Regions from separate parts of the Mus musculus genome. Here region 1 is linked to region 2. Evidence: chromatin contacts called from public HiChIP or PLAC-seq data. All regions are on one chromosome and are shown on one strand. The core of a region is the stretch at or near the end of the contact, and the rest is flanking DNA. Distances in the headings are between cores, read along the strand shown.

The links. HiChIP or PLAC-seq counts read pairs in DNA pulled down with a chosen protein or histone mark.
Region 1: an H3K4me3 HiChIP or PLAC-seq map of the 230-238 cell line shows a contact between it and region 2, with 10 read pairs. The contact joins two enhancer-like sites. A contact is called at or near these places in 1 of 15 datasets of contacts at CTCF or cohesin (large pre-B cells), 33 of 484 Hi-C or Micro-C datasets (B cells, the C2C12 cell line, CD4 T cells and 20 more) and 6 of 115 datasets of contacts at active chromatin or transcription factors (the 230-238 cell line, astrocytes, embryonic stem cells and 3 more).

Annotation. Positions count from the first base shown.
Region 1 is chr6:59,182,385-59,187,182 of GRCm38.p6, forward strand. No RefSeq gene overlaps it. Among named protein-coding and RNA genes, the nearest start is that of Tigd2, 24 kb to the right of the region's middle. Within about 2 kb of position 3,092, at least 141 of the 459 cell types and tissues checked have an H3K27ac peak or open chromatin away from gene starts, as enhancers often do. A contact at or near this core is called in the 230-238 cell line, B cells, the CH12 cell line and 1 more, where this site is marked.
Region 2 is chr6:58,997,904-59,003,023 of GRCm38.p6, forward strand. The region is part of intron 2 of Fam13a (family with sequence similarity 13, member A); the gene reads right to left. Among named protein-coding and RNA genes, the nearest start is that of Gm52905, 20 kb to the right of the region's middle. Within about 2 kb of position 1,473, at least 72 of the 459 cell types and tissues checked have an H3K27ac peak or open chromatin away from gene starts, as enhancers often do. A contact at or near this core is called in the 230-238 cell line, B cells, the CH12 cell line and 1 more, where this site is marked.

The sequences.
Region 1 (4,798 bases), core at 1,842-4,341, 190 kb after region 2:
ATTTAACTTAAATCATTTCTAGATTACTTATGATACTTAACAGATTATAAAATGGTAAATTATTATTAAATGGTAAATCATTATACTTTATTGTTTAGGGACCAGTGAGGAGAAAGAAGTCTACACATGTTTGGTATGGATGCCATCCTTCTACAAACACTTGCAATCTGAGACAAGATGAATCTTTGGACATATAAGCTACAGAATCAGAGAATCAACTCTGTTCGAAAATTTTAAATTAGAAATATAAAATAGCCGGGTGTGGTGGTGCACGCCTTTAATCCCAGCACTCGGGAGTCAGAGGCAGGCGGATTTCTGAGTTCGAGGCCAGCCTGGTCTACAAAGTGAGTGCCAGGACAGCCAGGGCTACACAGAGAAACCCTGTCTCGAAAAACCAAAAAAGAAAAAAAGAAAGAAATATAAATATAAAATATAAAGAAATATTTTATATAAAATATTTATATAAAAAATATAAAGAAATATAATTTTACATGATATAATAAAGCAATGATGGGGAAAAGAAAATTTATTCTCAGCACATTATTTTACAGGTGGATGTATATTCTTGTAGAAAGAGTTTTCTTAGTGTATGAGCGTCTCTGGTTTCAGTGGCACACACACAAACACATGCATACAGAGCTAGATTAGATGTCACACTTGGACAGCTTGGACAGATGAAATGCTTAACGTCTATCTGTAAGACTTCTTAGATCAAGTTCCCATCTTCTTGCCACATAAAACCCTTTATGCCTGACCATTGAAAGTAGTTTTTTAAATTTACAGTATACTTGCATCATTTGTCATGCCATCTTATCCCTTTTACCCCTCCCATGTCCGATTGCTCCTCCCAAATTCATGGTCTCCTCTTTAACCATTATTGATAGGTATTGCTATACATACATGTAAACAGGAATAGGTTTTTTAGTCCATTCAGTGTTATCTGTATGTATGTTTCTAGGACTGGTCACTCTATTTTGAGTGGCATGGGGAGGTTCATTCCTGTAGAAGACTAATTTCCCCTTTCTTGGAATTATAAATTGCCTATAACTCTTCATCTAGGTGCGAAGCCTTGTGAAATTTCACCCACTTACACTGGGATATGAATTACTGTTGGAATTGTTTAGGTCTTGTTTAGGCATCCATGCTGTTGAGACTTCATAGATATAGCTTACCTGTCATATCTACAAGGCACAATCTTACAACAGAGTCCCCCTTTCTTTGACTTTTACAAGTTTTCCTTCTTTTCTTTTTCAATATTTCCTGAGCCTTGATATAGGAGTTATGTTGTAAATGTATCCATTGAACTTAAGTAGAGTTGTTTCCTATGAATCTTTAGTTGCCTTTACAAATAAGAACACAAGCCACTCTCTTCAATTTTTCAGAATAGTATCATTTTATCACCTATATACCTGCTAACTAGAAGAGAAAATTTATTTCCAATGAACACAAATGTGTACCCTTGTAAAAAATAAGTGTGCATGCCCTCGTCCAGCCCAGTCCCTGTGTAGGAGTATAGGTGTCTCTATATCTTCTCATCTATATCCAGTAAGGGAGATTCTCTCCATCTGTCTGTCTGTCCATTTGTTTGTCTATCTGTCTGTCTCTCTCCTCTCAGGTGCTTTCTCATTCTTTCATCCTACCCCTCTCTCATCATGTTATATAGCTCACAGTATCCACCCACTTTGTAGCCCCAATTGACCGGGAATTCATGATCTTCTACCTCAACCTCCCAAGTATGGGATTGCGCATCTAAGTCACCATGTCTGGCTTCAACAAAGGACTTTTATGGCAGGAGACTGAATTATAATAATGGAGAGACATGGGTCTCTATACAAACTATACAAAGTAGAGAATTTCTCTGAAACTTCACAGTATATGTTTACATTCAAATCCATAATGAGTTTCTAATTTAGAACAAAGTCAATAAAGATTTATAACTCTTTCCCCAGAATATTTCATTCCCAAGTTTTTCAATGTTTATTGACATTTACCATATAGTTTAGAGTTTCTCACCACAGCATTCCAGGTTTAAAAATATTCATGTGAGATTTGAGAACACTGTCTCAATAATTCCAGTTTAAGCCTTAATTTAAACCCAGGCATCCAAAACCCATGGGTTACATAGTTATCAATAACTAGAAATGAGCTGGTCATGTGGCTTAGTGGTAATGCTAGAGGGATAACAGTATAATATTATCAGCTAAGATAGTATGCAGTGTATTAATTGGCTCTCAACTATTCTACATGTTGTATTCCATCACTCTAAACTCACAAGTATACACCACACTCTCAAGTTAGTAATGTCCATTTAATGGGGAAAAATTCACAAAAATTTGTCATTTTAATGAAAATGCTTTAGAGAATGTTTTAAACATATAGTGTGAATTAACTCATAGAAAACGTCCTGCCTACATGCAAGATGTTTCAAACCAAACAGAATCAACTCAAGTGTGACTTACTGAGCTTCCTGGGGGCTGACTCCAAATAGCCTGTGACAGGCAGGATGCATCCCCTGCCTCAGTTTTTCAAATATGTTCTTTCAGCCAGTCTCATGCTTTACTTTACTTAAAAGAGCATGAGGAAACAAATCTGCCAGTCACATTGAGGACATGATAGCGCATGGTCAAACAGAAACACCTGAGGAGCAGCAGCAGCTTCCACTTAACTGTTCCAATGACTGGAATAAAAATCAACAACCCCCACACATTGCTCAGTGCTGTGAACGGTTTATGTTAGGCTGGTGGCTAAAATCGGCGAGAGATAACAAGAACCCTAAAGCTCTAAGTGAACGTAAGAGAGGGAGTGACACATGTCATTATCCAAAATATGTCTCTATAGCAACCAAGTGTGGAACAACAGGAAAGGGAAACATGGCAGGACATCTCAAACCCCATTAGATCTCCAAAAAGTAACAGGTCACCTGCAGCTACCTTTAGCTTGAAGTGTCAGGAGAATAAAGAAGAACCAACTCCACTGAGGAAAAAAACAGCCAGCGTGAAATGGACACTGTGTTCCTCCTATCTGGTGATCTGCAACTGCTGTGATGACTCACAGAGTAGCACAAAGGCAGCTTCGTGCTCTCTGAGGCACAAACGGCACGTCCGTCCAGGAAACAGCAACATCTTCTGCTTTCACTAAAACTTGGCCGAGCGCTTACAGCCTTGCACTTCCTGTTTTCTCCTTCTTTTAATCAGCTGAGAAAATGAATCTGTTCCTGCAATCCTCCATGACTCACCATGATGCTTTCAATTTCGAAGATTATCCTGAGATTCATCCCGGGCCAGTGTTTTCCTAGCCAAACTGTGAAGGGAACAGGGAGCATGGCCAGGGTCTCTCCAGCATCCTGGAATGGCAGTGGGTGGGGCTGGACCCCAAGACTGGTATTTTTGTTTCTCCTCTTTTCTTTGAAATGCTAGAAAGGAAAACCTCTCTTACCTACTCCTCCGCGTGTTTGTACATGCAGGTAGCCAGGCCTCAGGGTTGTGACCACTCAGTTCTGGAGTTAATCACTGACAATTGGACGAAGTAATTCTTCATGAATTTTACCCCAGTTGAGATTGAATCTTGCACTTTTATTTTTGGAATGATAATTATTTCTACCTTTCTTCTCTATTTTCAGCCTACCTGTTTAAGACAAAATAAAAGGGACCACACGGGATGTATGATTTTATTTAAGCAAGTTAAAACACTGGACCACCAAAGACTTGAACAGAGACAAAACCAGTAATAACAAAAGAAAACAAGCAAAACCTATTTGTCTTACTAACCTAAAGTCAAAGTACTTATGCTACTCATGATGAAACCTGACCCAAGAAAAGATTCTAAGAGGGAAGTCTCTGCTCTATGCATATTAAGGGCCACAGGAAGAAAGGGACCAACTCGCTTAGAAAACTGAATGAGAAGACTGTCTGAAGTAGCATAGACCACATTCTTTACGGAGATATGTGAAGCTGCTCTCAGCCTGGAGACAGACAACCTTTGGTTTCTTTTAAAACACCTGCTCCTCCCATCCTTCTCCCAGTCCTCTGGAACCCTGAGAGACAGGCCCAGTGTGGTTTTAACAGAAAAGTTGAATGGTGGTTAAATTCCCTCTCTCTATCTCTTTCTAGAAGCCATCTGGGAGGAAGCCACTGTGATTCTAGCCACTCCGAAATCTACCCAGGGACTCTCCTTTGGGTTGAGGTCTAGTACTTATTTAAAACAGTTAAAGTAAGTGACCACATTTAATCTGAGATTTTCGGATCCCTACAATCATGCCCTAGTGGAAGAGTAGACTTATTTTCATCATGGAGTTGAGCTCACCATTGGCAGAAAGTAGATGGCAGATGGTTGTGTTACCGTCATAGTGCCTTCAATCTAGATGGAAGCCACCATGTCACTTTGATGGTATCTTGACTAGTCGGCTTGCTGTCTAAATTAAAATAAAATATTTGCTGACAGATGAAGAGAACAGAAATGAGATTGGGAAAAACCGTAAGGCATAGGAATCTCCCCTTTCTATTTTACCTGGAGCAATACAGACCTTTCAGGTAGTTTCTTTCTTTCTTTTTTTAATTTATTTTTTTATTAGGTATTTTCCTCGTTTACATTTTCAATGCTATCCCAAAAGTTCCCCATACCCACCCCCCACTCCCCTACCCACCCACTCCCCCTTTTTGGCCCTGGGGTTCCCCTGTACTGGGGCATATAAAGTTTGCAAGTCCAATGGGCCTCTCTTTCCAGTGATGGCCGACTAGGCCATCTTTTGATACATATGCAGCTAGAACAAGAGCTCCGGGGTACTGCTTAGTTCATAATG
Region 2 (5,120 bases), core at 223-2,722:
CCATGATAGTCAACTTGTTTGTTTGTTTTGAAACAGGCCTCATTATGTAGCTCTGACTGTCCTGAAACTTGGTGTGTAGATCAGGCTGGTCTGGAACTCACAGATATTAGCTTGCCTTTTAGCTTTTGAGTGCTGGAATTAAAGGTGTGCACCATCCTACCTGGCTGATAATGAGGAGTTTTCGAAAACATATCTTTCAAAGGCAAAAATCAAACTAATAACAATCAAAATTTAAAACTAGAAAAATATAACAAAAACACCACAAACCTACAAATTATAGCATAAATTGTTTAAGAAGGTATTTCCCTCTGCCATAAAAAAGCTGTCTACACGTTTTTAAAGTTACCTACATACAAAGATAGGAATAATATGACATAATTTCCAGATATCTCCCTGTTTGTGGTACAGAAAATCAAACCCAGGGCTTTGCCCATTTTCTCATTGAGCAACATATCTAGCCTCACATAAATTTTACATAGGTTTAAGGCTCCACCAATTAAAAATGGGCAAAATCCTGAAGAATGATCTTGCATCCCAAACAACTAACTGGGAAATAAATCTATCAAAATTCTTTCAGGACAATTAGAAGGCAGATAAAACCCTGACCCTGACTCAAGCAAGTCCATACTTGCTGATAGAAATTTAGCTTTGGTTTGAACTAGGAAACGAGGAAGAACTGGACCCTTGCTAGAAGACAGGTTGAGTTTGCCTATCAGTTGCAAGCCTGAGAAGCCATGTGGTTGGAGTCAGCTCAGTAAGACTGGCTACAGCTTGGCAGACCCTGAAGCAAACATCTCAGACTTAGATGAAGCAGAGGCCACACAGGCCGTCCAGGAATTTGTGTGGAACTCAAGCGTAAAATCTGTTGGATAGACACCTGGGGCCTGAAGGTGGGTGGGGGTTGAGCATGGGGAAGATGAAAGTGAAGGCAGGGAGCTTTGGTTCCGGTGGAAATAAGTACTAGAAGCCCAAAGCCAGGTTTGTAGACAGTGAGAACTCAGACAAATGGAAACATAAACTAGTCAAAGATCCCAGGCAGATCTGACCGGATGCCAGGAGGAAGAAGGTAGACAGCAACAGGCAGAGGGGGCATGGGAGAACATCAAGGGCAAGCTGCTTTGATGTGAATCTGATCAATGGAGTTGGGGGTTCCTGTTTTTGGATTCCAGCCTAGAATCTGAAAGAGAACAGAGTATGGACGTGCTTGCCAAGAATGTTCCTGTTCCTGTGTAACGTGCAGAGGCATGTGTTTGTTTTGCTTCAGCCTTACCGAAGTTTTGCTTCACTTTCTGTTCCCCTAATTGTTTCAGCAGGGCTGGCTAATCCCAAGGGAGCAATCTGGGGAACAATGACACGTATTATCTGAGCTACTGTAACTGCAGTAAACTTGACACATGGTCCTAGCAGGTGTTGCTCTATAGCTATTGTTTCCTTTCCCTTCAAAGAAAGACACCTGGCTCTCTGTTGACTTAGCAGGCTGAAGAGGGACTGTAGTGGACAGTGAACTGTTACCACAGAAGGTATTTACTTAGACCCAGGGTGCTAACAGTCCTGCTTTATTGCAGAAACATCAGAAGCAAATGAAATGCCCAAGAGAGAAATACAGGGCACAGCCTGACTATGAGGCGAACAGCAAGTCACAGAAGAAGAAACTCACGGTGAAGCAAAATGAGGAATGTGGGCCCTCATTGGTTCTTTGTCCCTGCACCCAACCCTCTCCTCCATCTAAACCTGGGCTCTAATGCCTCCATTGGTACCCAGTAGCCTCCTTCCAGGCCCTTTCTCCACACTCTTACCTCACCAGATGAGCACCAGTGACTAGGTACGTATCTGTGTGACCTGCCTATATGGATCTTCCGCTCCCTTGTCTTTGAGAACTGAGGACTGCTTTGCTCCATCTTCCATCTGTCCTGATCCATTTCATTTTCGATGAAGGCTGACTCCTCCCAGACTGCAACCAGTTGAGTTTTCTGTCCTACTTTATGCTGATCTTCCAGAATCAATCTAACTAATGACAGTTGTTCATCCCTAAGCACTTTGCCTGAATCCTTATAGATGGAGCTGCTTGTGCTGTGTACCTATCTCAGAAGGTATATCTTATCTGTTAGGTGGGTCTGTTATTTCCTTAAGAAAAATCTAGTGAAACCACACCATCGACATATAGTATACAGCCTTCAGTACTCAAAATTACTATTTTGGAAAGTAGCAGGTTGCAGCTATCAATCCATAAAGTACTACTTTGAATATAAAGAAATCAGTATAATTTTAAAACCATCTTTAAAAGAATCAGTGAGGAATTTATGAGTCTTGTAATAGTTCTGTTTTGGGGATTGAAGCAAAGGATTCTGAGTAATAAAATGATAGCAAAAATGGAAGTTGCAGACACATGGAAATATATTGAAAACAGCTAAGCATGTCTCTTGCTAGACATAACACAAAAAATATACACTTACTTACAAGCTGTTCTTCAGCAGTTAGGTCATATTTCTAGCTAAGAATACCCAGCAGAGATGAATAATAACTGGCAATCATCTTTCTTTCTCCTACTTAAACTCTTTATGCTAGAACAGCAACAAAGTCTACTTCAAACTAGCCATGCATGTAATTATGGGGTGGGCTTGTGTTTCCTCAGTAGCTTCTTTTAGTTTCCTATCAAGTGAAAGAGTAAAACAAAGTTAAAATAAACTTGTGCCAAACTAATTCTTATATCATTTTTTTGGGACAATCATATAATGTTACTCAGGGAAACAACCCACTTTTGGAATTTTAATTACAGGTTAAATAATTACTGTTTTTGCTTCCATGAAACAACAGCTCCCCTTACTTTGAACTTTCATTCTCTGAAAACAGCAGCTGCTCCTACGTCTTCCTTCTCTACTGTGAATGTAGTCTTGTAGGAATACTAGTGCTTGAAGATGTGTTTGTATTATTTGTTTATTTATGTATGTATGTGTGTAATGTCACGGTGTGTTTGTGTGTGTGTATATCCAAGAAGGTGAGAAGGCATTTGAACCCCTGGTGAGGGAGTTGCAGGAGGTTGTGAGCCCCTTGATGTGGGGAATGAGAACTGAACTTAGGTCCTCTGGAAGAGCAGAAAGGGCTCTTAACTGCTAAGTCATCCCTCTGCATAGTTTTTTTTTTTCTTTTTTCTTTTTTATTCTCACATTTTAGTGTTTCTGATCCTAATATTGAATAGAGGAAGTAGCCTGCACTCAAAGTCCAGTAAATACACTATGAACTGTTTTTCACTCTCATTTACTTTCTTTCTAAAATATTTGCTTTAAATTTATTTTTATTTCATGTGTGTGGATGTTTTGCCTGTACATACATGTGTTTCTGTCCTGTGCCTGGTGCCCTGGGAAGCCAGAAGAAGGTATCTGATCCCTTGAAACTGAGAGTACAGACTGTTGGGAACTACCATGCAGACTCTGGAATCAGACTCAGGCCCTCTGGAAGAGCAGCCAATTCTCTTAACCACTGAGCTATCTCCTCAGCCCCTTTATTTTACCTTCAGTCTACCAATCTAGAATTTCTTTTTATAGACAGTATTAAAGACATATTATAGTCTAGCTGAGAGAAAAATTCACAGCTTTATACTGTACACAAGTATATATCTTTGAAGACTTATGCCTATTTTTGCCATTTACCTTAAATATAGCAAACATAAAATTATCATTAAATACTACTTAAAGCATAAATTGTTCTCACTTAGAGTTACAGGATTAAGAAAGTCAGAGAAAGGCTTAGGTGGCATGGCCTAGTAATTCAGTCCTGAGCTCTGTGAAGCTTAATTTCTCTTACTAGACAGTAATCACTTTGACATTACCACCCATATTTACATAATGATCACAGAGTCACTACAGACTCTGGGATGCCACCCTAATATGCCCACAGTGACTGCACAGCTGAGATTAACCATGATCAGAATGTACAGATTTAGTTTGGACGAAACCAGGATTTAAAAACAAAATAGAAAACAACAACAACAACAGACTGATAGGCTATCTCAGCCTGAAACCAGCTACACAGTGTGTTGAAGGGCCAAACACTGGGGAAATTAGTCACTTGGCTGTACTTGGCATTCTGTGACATATGTCTAAACTATTGGTTAAAATAAAGTCTAATCCTAACTTTGTGATGACTGAAAAAAATAGTTTAAGTAAATAAATAATAAGTAAATATAAAAACCTATGTTTTGTGTGTCTTTAAAATGTAGACTTTAAAATTAAGGCAAGAGTAAAATGGACAGCATTTTTAGTTTGTGTGGTTGTATGATATTCTATGACAGTGGTTCTCAATTTATGGTTTGTAACTCCTTTGTGAGTCAAATGACCCTTTCACATTGGTCACCTATCAGATATCCTGTATATTAGGATATTTATGTTATTCACTATATATATTCATCAATATATACATTATACATTATTCATGACAGTGGAAAAATTAAGAAAAAATTATGAAGTAGCAACAAAATAATTTTATGGTTGGGGATTACCATAACATGAAGAACTGTATTAAAGAGTCACAGCATTAGGAATGTTGAGAACCACTGTTCTAGCATATTTTAGAGGCCTTTGAAGTGGGAGGATATTTAGGCCAGAAATGCAATAAGGAAGACTTGTTTCTAGATTTTAGTCAGGTGGCTCAAACAGAAAATATAAAACATCCCAAGGACATGGCAGGTGCCCAGTCACTGGTGACATCACCTAACTTCTGTCCTAAATTCTGTTAACTTGACCTGCTGCTAATAGTAATAGTTGTTACTCTGGACTTGTAAATGCTAATAAACAACCCTGAGCTTCAGAAGCTTATAGAATATTTAGTTTATTCTTCCACTACTGCCCAGAAAATGAGCAAACATAATCCATAATCCAAGGCTTTTTCAGGGTGGTGGGGGCTGTTTACACACACACACACACACACACACACTAGATCTCTGTATTTGTGCCTGGGGACTGTTTACACACACACACACACACACACACACACACACACGATCTCTGTATTTGTGCCTGGGGACTGTTTACACAGACACAGACACACACACACACACACACACACACACACACACACACACACACACACAAACGATCTCTGTATTTGTGCCTGTGGTGCTGAGA